2 separate regions of the Mus musculus genome follow, and region 1 is linked to region 2. Evidence: chromatin contacts called from public HiChIP or PLAC-seq data. All regions are on one chromosome and are shown on one strand. The core of a region is the stretch at or near the end of the contact, and the rest is flanking DNA. Distances in the headings are between cores, read along the strand shown.

What was found. HiChIP or PLAC-seq counts read pairs in DNA pulled down with a chosen protein or histone mark.
Region 1: an HNF4G HiChIP or PLAC-seq map of pancreatic cancer cells shows a contact between it and region 2. The contact joins the promoter of Alpi here to the enhancer-like site in region 2. A contact is called at or near these places in 8 of 39 promoter capture datasets (the 3T3-L1 cell line, 3T3-L1-derived adipocytes, embryonic stem cells and 3 more), 1 of 15 datasets of contacts at CTCF or cohesin (the NIH/3T3 cell line), 3 of 484 Hi-C or Micro-C datasets (3T3-L1-derived adipocytes, the C2C12 cell line and differentiating spermatogonia), 2 of 115 datasets of contacts at active chromatin or transcription factors (embryonic stem cells and pancreatic cancer cells) and 4 of 9 other capture datasets (adipose tissue, embryonic stem cells, liver and 1 more).

What each region holds. Positions count from the first base shown.
Region 1 is chr1:87,098,708-87,104,634 of GRCm38.p6, reverse strand. It overlaps Alpi (alkaline phosphatase, intestinal), which reads left to right and starts at 3,029. Exons shown (of 11, transcript NM_001081082.2): 1 at 3,029-3,169; 2 at 3,255-3,371; 3 at 3,489-3,604; 4 at 3,772-3,946; 5 at 4,014-4,186; 6 at 4,430-4,564; 7 at 4,658-4,730; 8 at 4,852-4,986; 9 at 5,074-5,265; 10 at 5,467-5,583; 11 at 5,671-5,927. The coding sequence starts at 3,100.
Region 2 is chr1:87,048,499-87,054,245 of GRCm38.p6, reverse strand. It overlaps Dis3l2 (DIS3 like 3'-5' exoribonuclease 2), which reads right to left. Exons shown (of 21, transcript NM_153530.2): 20 at 5,312-5,413; 21 at 4,149-4,623. The coding sequence ends at 4,501. Among named protein-coding and RNA genes, the nearest start is that of Gm28375, 16 kb to the left of the region's middle. Within about 2 kb of position 2,670, at least 23 of the 459 cell types and tissues checked have an H3K27ac peak or open chromatin away from gene starts, as enhancers often do. A contact at or near this core is called in the C2C12 cell line and pancreatic cancer cells, where this site is marked.

The sequences.
Region 1 (5,927 bases), core at 1,780-4,279, 50 kb before region 2:
AGGGCTGTGCACGCTGGGCAAGCACTCTGCCTCAGCCCTATGGTGGTGATTATTGGGCACCGAGGACTTCCCTAGGTCTTGCTTCTGTAATTCAGAAGCAGCAGGCACAGAGCTGGGGTAGAGAGGAGAGGGTTCTAATTATTCCTGGGGGTTCTTACAGAGTTCCAAAGAAAGAAGAGTTAGTCACTGTCTTAGTTATGCTGTCTGTTGTAGAGACACAATGACCACAGCCACTCATATAAAGGACGACATTTACTGGGGCTGGCTTACGGGTCCAGAGGTTCAGTCCATTATTATCATGGCAGGAAGCATGGTAGAATCCAGGCAGACATGGTGCTGGAGAAGGAGCCAAGAGTTCTACATCTGGATCTGCAGGCAGCAGGAAGAGAGAGATAGGGGGAGGGGGAACTGGGCCTGGTTTGAGTTTCTGAAACCTCAGAGCCATCCTCAGTGGCACACTTTCTCCCACAAGGCCATACTTCCTCATAGTGCCCCTCCCTGTGAGCCTATGGGGGGCATTTTCATTTAAAACCACCACAGTGACTAAGGGGTGTACTGTGGGTGTTTCTTATTTGGATTGATGTAATAGGTCATGTATTCATTTTTCCTGCTACCCATGCCCCTTCCCACAATGCGTCTGACTTTAATTGTATGCATACCTAATTATGCATAGATATAAACATGGTGACTATGGAGTCTCCCTGAAACGTTGCTTGAGGACACAGTTTTGTGTTCTATTAAACATGTACCCAAACCCACTCAGGCTAATTTGGCTTTTCTGCTTTTCCTATCTAGATATGTTTGGGAATATAGTTGAACAGAAACTGTCTGAATTTGATCATTACTAGTGGCAGGAAATGTATATCACTGTTCAACGATGGGAGTATGCACAGCCTGACACAGGTGGGGCTTTCAAGGGGGTTCTGAGGTTGCTAGGTGCATTATTCTAAGGGGGGCGGTGCATAACCCACAACCCACCTGACTTCTGCCTTACTCTCATGAGCACTGGATCATAGCTGTGCACAATGCACCTTTCTCTCTTTCTGGTGCTGTTTCTGTTTGTTTTTGTTGACATGTTAATTATGCATTACAATGGGCTCCATTATGACATTTTCATACATGTATATAATGTATTCGGATAGGTTTCCTTCCTTTTAAGGAAGATGAGACCTACTGTGTATATGGAGCATGCTTGGCTTGGCTATTCAGCCATCAAAAATGCTCAGTAAAACATGAGTCTTCCATCGACTTAAGATAATAGCTGCAAGTGGTAACAAGAAGGGAGCTACTTAGCTCAAGTATTCGGAAGATCAAGAGCTGGCACTGGCCCCGTGGATAATCCACTCACCCTTCGGCCCCATCTCTCTGCCTGAGGGAACAGGGGTCGGGCTTACCTACATAAGCCTGAGGGTCACTCTGAAAAATCCAGCCAATGCCATATCTGGCCCAAGAGAGCTGTCCCAGCCCAGCCTGCTGCCCCAGCTCTGCTGTGCTGTGCTAAGACGCCCTTAGTGATGGGAGGGAGCATTGGTCTTATTCTTTCATTACAACTCACAATAGTAGCATCCTTCTGGGTCCCAGGAGAACTTCGGTCATCTCTCTAGAGAGCAGCAGCTGAGAGTAACGAGCCACCATTCACGATCTTCACCTGTTAAAAACTCCTCCTCCTCCCAGCTCAGCCACATCTGGGCCTTCGTGGGACACATATCAACTAGATCCAAACCGTAGCCCTTTGCTCCCCTTTCCTGGCTACTGAGAGTGCTGCAGCTGTTAGTCTTATGCCAGCTGTCTATCTGTCTGAGACCCTGCTTTTTATTTATTTTTATTATTATTTTTAATTAGTATTTTATTTTATTTTTAATTACGTGAATATCTCTGTTTCTGTATGTGGTATGTGCAAATGAATTCAGGTGCCTATGGAGACCAGAGACATTAGGTCCCCTTGGGGCTGGTGACACAGGAAGTTGTGAGTCACCTGGCATGGGCTCTCTGTAAGAACAGTCAACACTCATGACCTCTGAGCTGTCTCCCCAGTCCCCACGGACCCTGCTCTTAAATTTTCATTCATTTACAAAGAGGTTTTCAAACAACGTTCATTTTTATTGTTTCTCTCGTCCCTTCTTCCACATCCCCTCCCCCTCCCCTGCCCAACACTGGGATTATGGGCACATGCTACGGCATGGTGCCCCTGCTTCAGTTCTGCTGGCTATCACTCAGACATGGGATTGCTAAATTGTAGAAATACACTTGAACCTGCTTTCTTATCAGAGCTGCTTGGGTGTGCCCAGTGACCGTGGATAATACACTCACCCTTGGGCCCCATTGACCTGAGTGAACAGGGGTTAATCTTACCAACATAAGCTCTGAAAAGTCCAGCCAGTGCCACATCTGGCCCAAGACAGCTGTCCCACCCCAGCCTGCTGCCCCAGTCACAGGCTGAAAAACACATAGCCTGAGATCTACAGGGTAGGCCCAGTATACCACCGATAACTGAAGACCCATGTCTTCTAGGTCCCCCTCTTGGTAGTTCCAGAAATATTATTTGTCCCTATAGCAGTCACTTTGGGGCCACATCCTGAGTGTGCCATGGCTTTGGGCAAGGCTAGTGAGCAGACAGTTGTAGGGTAGTGTACTCAGGCCACTCTCTGTGCTTCCATCTTAACAGTGAGTATCTGGACCTATGAGACCAAAGCCTGGCTTAGACTGGGTACTTGGAATCTCACTTTCTCTGAAGCACCCTGAGTAGAGCCTGCCTCCAGCTGGCTCTCAGGAAGTGTGAGAAATCCCTGACAAGACAGTAGTGAATGGGGGGGGGATTCCAGCAGCATACAGCACAAGTTTCTCTTTCAGGATCCATTACCCCCAGCCTCCCACCCAACCTGCAGGAGACATAGGACCCCTGGCCCAGCCACACCTTGAGAGCCAGAGCCAGACTTCAGTTCACAGGGCAAGGGTGGGGCCAGGGTGACTATATCTAGAGGAGGGACAAGGACCCTTTATAGCCAGGGACAAAGTCCATCTCTGATTTGAGCCCAGGCAGACTAAGCAGGAGCTGGTGCCTTGGTTCCCTAGCCGGGCAGCCCATCAGTAACCCCAACCATGCAGGGAGACTGGGTGCTGCTGTTGTTTTTGGGTCTCAGGATCCATCTGTCCTTTGGTATCATCCCAGGTAAGAAGGTTCCTTTCTGACTCCCACAGAAGGACTAACCTACCACCCCACCTGGACTAACCTGGTTATGCTTCCTCTTGTCCAGCTGAAGAGGAGAACCCGGCCTTCTGGAACAAGAAGGCAGCTGAAGCCCTGGATGCTGCCAAGAAGCTGCAGCCCATTCAGACATCAGCTAAGAACCTCATCATCTTCCTGGGAGACGGTGAGTGTGTGAGCAAGGCCTGGCCACCCTGCAGCCCTTGTACTCCAAGTACCCAGGGCCACTGGTGGGTATTAACAGGCCTCAGAGTTCAGTCCTGACAAGGTTCTGCTCCTTCAGGGATGGGGGTACCCACAGTGACAGCCACCAGGATCCTAAAGGGGCAGTTGGAAGGCCATCTAGGACCGGAGACACCCCTAGCCATGGACCTCTTCCCATACATGGCTCTGTCCAAGGTGAGCACTGGAACACACTAGGACGGGAAAGGGGCTGGAGAGGACAAGAGATGGAAGAACCCAGAAGAACTGGAGCCCAAGTTTGCAACCAGGACAGTGTAGACATGTCTCAGGAAGCAGGGACTAATGTCTACCAGTACCAGAGCTGAGAGTGTCTCTGTCCCCAGACATACAACGTGGACAGACAGGTCCCAGACAGCGCAGGCACAGCAACCGCCTATCTCTGTGGGGTCAAGGCCAACTACAAGACCATCGGCCTGAGTGCAGCTGCTCGATTAGACCAGTGCAACACCACATTTGGCAATGAGGTCTTCTCAGTGATGTACCGTGCCAAGAAAGCAGGTAGGTTGGTGCTGGTCTGGGTGCTATGGCAGGGCAGGGTCACTGGATGATCTTCTATCATCTGCAGGGAAGTCTGTGGGAGTGGTGACCACGACCAGGGTGCAGCATGCCTCTCCAGCCGGCACCTACGCACACACGGTGAACCGTAATTGGTACTCAGATGCAGAGATGCCTGCCTCTGCACTGCAGGACGGCTGCAAGGACATCGCCACTCAACTCATCTCCAACATGGACATTGATGTGAGCTCCAAGAACCAGCTGGAGGGTTGGACAAAGGGTGAACCTTGGACTGGCCATAGTTCCAGGCATAAACAGCCTGAACTCCAAGTCCCCTGCAGTTTACATATGTAAGGGGTGGGTGTGGAACATCCAGGAGATGCATAACCCACAGACATGGTGGGGACATAGATAGGGGCTGTCTTTCAGGAAGGGTAGGGAACTCATAAAGCCCTAAGTCTACCTGTGTTGATCCTCTGACCAAAGGTGATCCTCGGTGGAGGCCGAAAGTTCATGTTTCCCAAGGGGACTCCAGACCCTGAGTACCCAAGTGACAGTAACCAGTCTGGAACCAGGCTGGATGATCAGAACCTGGTGCAAACGTGGCTGTCAAAGCATCAGGTGATGTGGGTTCCAGCGAAGGGACCAAGGCAGGGCCTAGGGTGGCACCGTGCCTCTCAGGGCTATGTGCTAAGACTGACTGTGTCCCTGCAGGGAGCCCGGTATGTTTGGAACCGATCAGAGCTCATTCAGGCATCCCAGGACCCAGCAGTAACTCACCTCATGGGTAATACCTTAGTTTTGCCCTCAAATCTCTCAGAGGGCCTCCACGGGAGCCTGTATGTGCGCCATCAGCACTCCCCCTGCCTCCGAACTTGGTTGTCATCATGAATTCCTGTGCCCCTTAGGCCTCTTTGAGCCAACAGAAATGAAATATGATGCCAACCGAAACCCCTCAGTAGACCCTTCCCTGGCGGAGATGACAGAGGTGGCTGTGCGCATGCTCAGCAGGAATCCACAAGGCTTCTACCTCTTTGTAGAAGGTGAGTGGTGGTGCCTGGCAGAAAAGAGAAGGGGGGCAGGGGTCCCGTGCAAACTCAAGCATCGCCCTCATCACTGGCTTCCTGCAGGGGGTCGTATTGACCAAGGCCACCATGCGGGCACAGCTTACCTGGCACTGACTGAGGCTGTCATGTTCGACTCTGCCATCGAAAAGGCCAGCCAGCTTACCAATGAGAAGGACACGCTAATACTCATCACTGCTGACCACTCCCATGTCTTCGCATTTGGTGGCTACACACTTAGGGGGACCTCCATCTTTGGTAATCCAAGGGGGCAGTGTCAGGTGATGTTGCTTCAGATCTATGGGGACAGATATTGCTAGGCCTCTGTTTACTCATCTGTCAAAAGGGCACAACATGGCCTTGTAGAGAGTATAACCGTTGAGCAAGCAAAACGAACTCACCTGCACTCCAAAAGCTGTAGTCAGTATCAGGAAAAGATGTCTGCCTTCTTCCATACAGGTCTGGCCCCACTCAAAGCCCTAGATGACAAATCCTACACCTCCATTCTCTATGGCAATGGTCCAGGTTATGAGCTGAAATCAGGCAACCGGCCCAATGTCACCGAAGCTCAGAGTGGTAAGTACCACATCATTGCCTAGCTTGAGGTGCTGACAGAGACCAGGGCAGATGGACGCTGCTCTCCTAAACACCCTGTCTCCCTAGTTGATCCCAACTACAAGCAGCAGGCGGCTGTACCCCTGTCGTCAGAGACCCACGGCGGGGAGGACGTGGCCATATTTGCGCGCGGCCCTCAGGCACACCTGGTGCACGGAGTTCAGGAGCAGAACTACATCGCGCACGTCATGGCATTCGCAGGCTGCTTAGAGCCCTACACCGACTGCGGCCTGGCGCCCCCTGCCGGCCAGAGCCCCGTCATCACCCCGGGCCAGGCCACCACCACAAACAACGCGGCCGGCCAG
Region 2 (5,747 bases), core at 1,421-3,920:
CATGTGTCCCATCTCCTCATCCTCTCAATATGGCCCCAGAGCAGTTTGTAGATTCTCACTCAGTGTTTATCTTAGGATGTACTGCTGTTGCCAGATGTGCCAGGTGAAAGACCAGGGAAAGGCTTTTCTTTCTTGTACTTGCTTCCCCACTCATACCCAATACGTTCCTTACTGTCAGATAGGGTTGTTTTCAGTGCACTTAGTGTCAGTCTAATCTTGGAGTCTGTCCGTGACTTGACTTTCTCTGAGCCACTTCACTTACCGGCTACCTCAGGCAGGGATCTTCTAGATCGGATGCCTCTCACCCCTGGTGGTGCTGGCCTGCTCCTCAATCCTGAGCGCACTGATGCTACTGTTTAGGTGTATGAGACATAAAATAATCCAACTCCTCCCAGGGACATTTGGTTGAGGGTTGAACACTATTAAATACCATTACAGTTAATGGTGGGCGTTTACTCTAATTACCTCTTTAATGTTTATTTTTCCTTTCTGACAGTCTTGCTACATAGTATATCTACATAGTCTTGTACGTAGTCTGATTAGTATTTACTGTGTAACCCAGATTGGCCTCCAATGCATGGCAACCCTCCTGCCTCAGGCTCCCAAATGCTGAGATTTCAGGTGTGAGCTGCCATGCTCAGATATTTTTTTTTTCAAATAAGTTAAGATGTTGTGAGCCAGGGGGATTTAACTGTAACTATATCCTTCTCTGGAACCTTGGATGTTTAAGGATATTAGCCAAGCAGCCAGCTGGATGGCCTTCATGGGAGCTTAGATACTTTGAACACTCCAAAGACGCCTTATGGACATTACATAGCAACCACAGTTGGCTGCTCTTGCTATGAGCCCTGGGACTGAACCCGTGTTGGCAGGTTTAGCACCTGGTACCTTTACTGGCTGGGCTACATCACCAGCCCTTTCTTTGGTGTCTAGCCATCTAGTCCTTGTTTTTCCATGGCTCTCATTTCCTTGAAAATGTCAGTGATAACTTCATTTTCTCTGTGTGATCTGTTTTCTCCATAGGACCTATTTTCCTTTTAAAAGGAAGTTTCCCTGGTTATCTTTATTTACAGATAGGACTCACAAAGTGACTAGAAGCCCAAGTACCCTAGGGACTTGGCAGGCTGATTCCCCATGAGAAGCCTGGCTGGGATCTCACTGGGGAAACTCTGCTGCCAAGTTTGTATTTCATGTGGGGACAGGAGGGCCCCGGAGAAGATGTTTTCAATCTCCTGCCTGGCTGCTGAAGGCCTGAGGGCTGACTGGATCCTGCAGCAGCCCTCTGCTGCATCTCATGGGGTCCTATCACAGGAGATTCTACCAGGCCTGGTGACTCTCCGATGATCGCTCTCTTGCCTGCTGGTGTGGGAAGAGGTCAGTTTATTTACTACAGTGGCAACACTGACTTCTGTAGCCATCCTTCTCCACCCCCAGCCCAGAGCAGCCCAGCCTTGTTGGATGCTGTGCAGTACTGCAGCTCGGTGCTTCAGCATTCTTTGTGGATGGCCTCGTACCTGCCTTTCTCCAGTCTAACAGGGACTGCTGGCTCACTCTCAGCTACCAGGGTAACGTCCTCCTTTATTTTCCCATTTCCCCTCACAATGGATCCCTGAACACAAGCTCATTGGTGCCTTTGCTGGTCTTGGGGAGGTAGTGAGAGTGGATGTTTTGTATCCTTCAGAAACTGATAATCAATAACCTTCACAGAGGGAGATCTGGCTCCAGGCTCCTAGCTCCCATTGACTGCAATACCCTCTTCTGGAGCCCCACTCTGCCCACATGGCCTCTTCTAAGGTTCTTGAACTGCCCTGCATGCTCTCTTCTCATGGTCCAGCTGTTCTACACTTGGTCCCTCTTTCCATCTCACTGAGTCACCAGTGCCCTATGGCTCAGCCCTCTCTCCTTCACAGGCCTGCCCCATTCCCAGCAGGAGCCACTGCAGGTCTCTGCTGCTCCCACTGTGCCTATGCTGCCTCAGTTTTGGGACACCACCCACCCCAGGATTTTGGATATTTTTTTTCTCCTCTCAGGCCTTCCTCCTCTCACCTGGACTGCCCTCACTGGCTGCTTTAGTGGCTAGCTGGCATGGTGGTGCAGTGGGTATCCTCACTGGCTGTTGCGGTATGCATCTGGGATGCCTCTGCCTGGCACCAGCTCCCTCTTACCATACCTCCAGTGTGCTGTGCTCCAGCTTCCGGTGGACTGCCATCCTGGGCCCACTGAAGTCCTTTCCAAGGCTCTTTGCTAAGTAGGACTGTGCAGGGTGTCAGCCTCTCTCCCCAGGAGGGCAGGTTACAACCATTAATTAATACTTAACTTTCTCATCCATGCTGGACCCACAACCTGCTCCATTTTCCCCTGGGAACATACTGCCTGCTTCTGAGCTTTTTGAGACCCCAATCAGAGTGAGATTGTGTCTGTCTTCCTTCCATGTGAACCTGACAGGCCACTGAGGAAAAGCCAGTGAGCTGCTCTGTGCCCTGTGCTTTAGCCTATAGTGCAGGCAGGTGTCTTGGATAGCTGATGAGTGAGTACTTCGTTTATTTCTTGTCATCTCTTCTGCCAGCAGTGCCCTTAGTGTTCGGTGCCAACTGCCACACTGAGTGGTGTGTGGACACACGTTCTATCAGTTCTCTGACTCAGTGCTGGGTGAACAAACACAAAGAGAAGTGACTCAGCTGGTGCTGTGGGAAGATGACAGAGCCACTGGGAGGCAACAGAGGACAGGTGGCTCAAGTCCTGGCCAGGGCGGCCTGGCTGCACCACCTCAGATGGAGACCTGAGACTTCCATTTGTCAGACAGGTTAGGGCAACCCAGGACTGCTATGGCTCAGAGTTCTCAGTAACATGATGTCCAACCTGAGGGTGGAGCAAGCCTGTTATAGAAGTTTCTAGTCCAGTGCCTGCCTCCTAAGCACGTTCACTCTGCAAAAACTTTCCTTACTGACTGGTAAGCTGTTCCTCACGAGGGTTGGGGAGGCCGTGTCTCAGCCACCTCTGTGTCTTGAGAGAACCCAGTACTCGAGCCACAGCTTCCTTAAGGATTCTGAAGGAGGCAGTGAAAGGAGGTCTTGGAAGCCCGGGTTTGGCCCAGCAGAGAAGCTAGCTCCTCCTCAGATTTGTGGGATGAGCCTTTAGTCTAGAGATCCAGGATTGGCAAAGCACCAGAGTCTTCTTTACCCAGATACTAAACCACCATCCATCACTGCTCTGCCTATCCAGATATGCTGGTCTGGGAATGGGAGCAGAAGGGAGACCTAAGGGGTGGGAGGACAGGCAGCTGAAGGCTGTGTGAGGCTGACAAGGAGCCCAGGGCAGGTGGGGCGTGTCTGTGGCTCTCCTCAGACAACAGCCCATCCTAGGGCTGTGATATCCTTGCAGCTGTGCCAGTCACTCACTGCAAGGAACCTGCCAGGGGACTCCACAGAATCTTTTTTGAAGAAAATCACCATAACCATATCAGATGGGTCTGTTAATCCTGATGCCACAGGGAACAGCACTGGGGAACAGGGCCTTGGTTGCTTTGGTTTTCATCCTAGATTCTAGTTGCTTTTGAAGCCAATTCATACTATTCCAGTCTGGTGAAAGGAGGATACACTGTGCCCAGTTCCCTAGGGAAGAGGCTGCCCAGTGCTCAGAAGGGTAGGAATTGCTAGTACTTGGGATGCTAAGCAGGTGGCTGGGTCAGGTAGGATCTGTTTTGAAGTCCTCCTGCCCTCTGGAAGGTCTGCCTTTACCTTTTAGGGTACATGTTTGAAACTGCAGGTATTGAGGTACCTACTCATAGCATAGCTGTGAACAGGGCTCCTGGGAGCTTTGGCCTATGATATATAAGAAGAGAGGTGGTAGTCCCACCTCCCCACATCCCATGGGCTGGCAACAGAGAGGAAGGGCGGGGAGGGAGGGCCACAGCCACATGCACAGGGTGACTGGCAGCTCCCTACTGTGCATACTAATTACATTTTTAATCAGCTAGAAGGAGGCTGCAGCATCAATCTGCCACACATGGCTCGTGAATCACCCTGGAGCTGGCAGGAAGGTCCTGAGCTGATGACCCCAGCTCAGCTGTGAGGTGGATTCTAGGGAGCCCCTTGCCCTCGGTGACAGGCCACCCAGCTGCCATGCTTGCCCATGGCATCTACACAGACAGCAATTCACACTTGATTTTATTCCATGACACTGATTTGCTGAAACCCCCCATTTCCTGGGCAGGGAAGGGCAGTGGGTCGCCTGGTAGAAGCGGGGCTGCCTGCCCAGGAGGACTGGGATCCTCTCTGCTCAGGGAAGCACAGGCCAGGCCTCAGCATCCCCTGCCCTGACCCCTAACCTTCCAGTTCATTTAAAAACTGAGCTGCAAAAGTAAAATAAAAGGAAAAATAAAAATAAAAACAAACCCCTGAGTTGTTAAAAACCAAATTAAAAATCCCCTTTGGTGTCAAAAGGTCCTATTCCTAAAAGCCAGCAGGGTAGGGCAGGCACAGGCCTGGCTTGGGCTAGCATTCAGTCCTCAGGCTCCTCATCAGACGCCTTCTCCAGGCCTGGTCGCTTCAGGATAGCACTGTACTTGAGGGCTGTGGCCTCTGCCTGCAGGACCACATCCACCAGGCTGAAGATGGTGATGACCTGTAGCAGAGCCAGGAACAGGAGAGGACAGGGCAGGTGAGGGCCTGCAATCAAAGCCAACTGACCACTGAGGCTCACTTAACTTCCCGAGCCTCTATCGCCTATCTGTAAATGGGATTCATTGGGTCTGGGGAAAACCAGTAGGCTAAATGGCACTATGTAGACATTTGTTATTCAGTGACCATTCACGAGGAGCAAGAAAACAGGCTGGGCCGGGCCGAGCTGGGCTGGGCCAGCCTTTGGAACAAGAGGGATAAAAGAAGCTTTTATCAGCTTCTCAAAATTTCTGAAAAGTTCTGTTCAGGGGAGAGGAATAGCACCTATCTACCTATAGAGCAGCAGTCCCCAACCTGTCGTTCGAGACCCTTTGCCTCTATCTCCAAAAATATTTACATTTGATTTATAACAGCAGCAAACTTATAGTTATGAAGTAGCAACGAAAATAATTTAATGGCTGGGGGAAGGGTGTCACCACAGCATGAGGAACTGTGTTAAGGGTCGCTGCATCAGGAAGGTTGAGAACCACTGCCATAGTGGGTGTTCCCATATAGAACCTGGCAGTCTAAGCCAGGGCTTGGTGGAATCCCACAGGGGAACCTATGGTGCTGGGGAGAAATGAGGGCAGATGAGGACCTAGGGGCACACGTTTGAGACAGAGGTAGGCTTAGGGACACAGCAGGGGACTGACCTGCTGTGTTGGCTCCTCTTCAAGGTCATCAGGCTCCCAAACAAGAGTGAGCTCTGGCTTCTTCCCCACCTTCTGGAAGCTGTAGGATCGCAGGGCCAGTGCCTGGGGGCAGGGGGACACACCGGAGCCTCAGGCTATGGGCTTCAGACACCTCCTCTGCCCTGCCTGCCTATTTCTGACTGGCTGGAGGGAGCTTTGTACCGGCTGCCTTACTGTAGCTGCCTGCTTGGACAGAGACATCCCCCAGCCCCCTATCCTTGGTCCACCTCAGCCAGATTTAGGAGGTTCTGCTAAGTCACCTTTGGTCAAAGTAGAACCTGAAGGTGACCCAATTCCAAGGGACAATGTGGGAGGGTGGTGACTGTAGCAAAGAGAAGAGATCTGCCTAGGCTGTTGGTGATAGACCTGACCACCAGGCTGAGAGCCAGGTAACTAC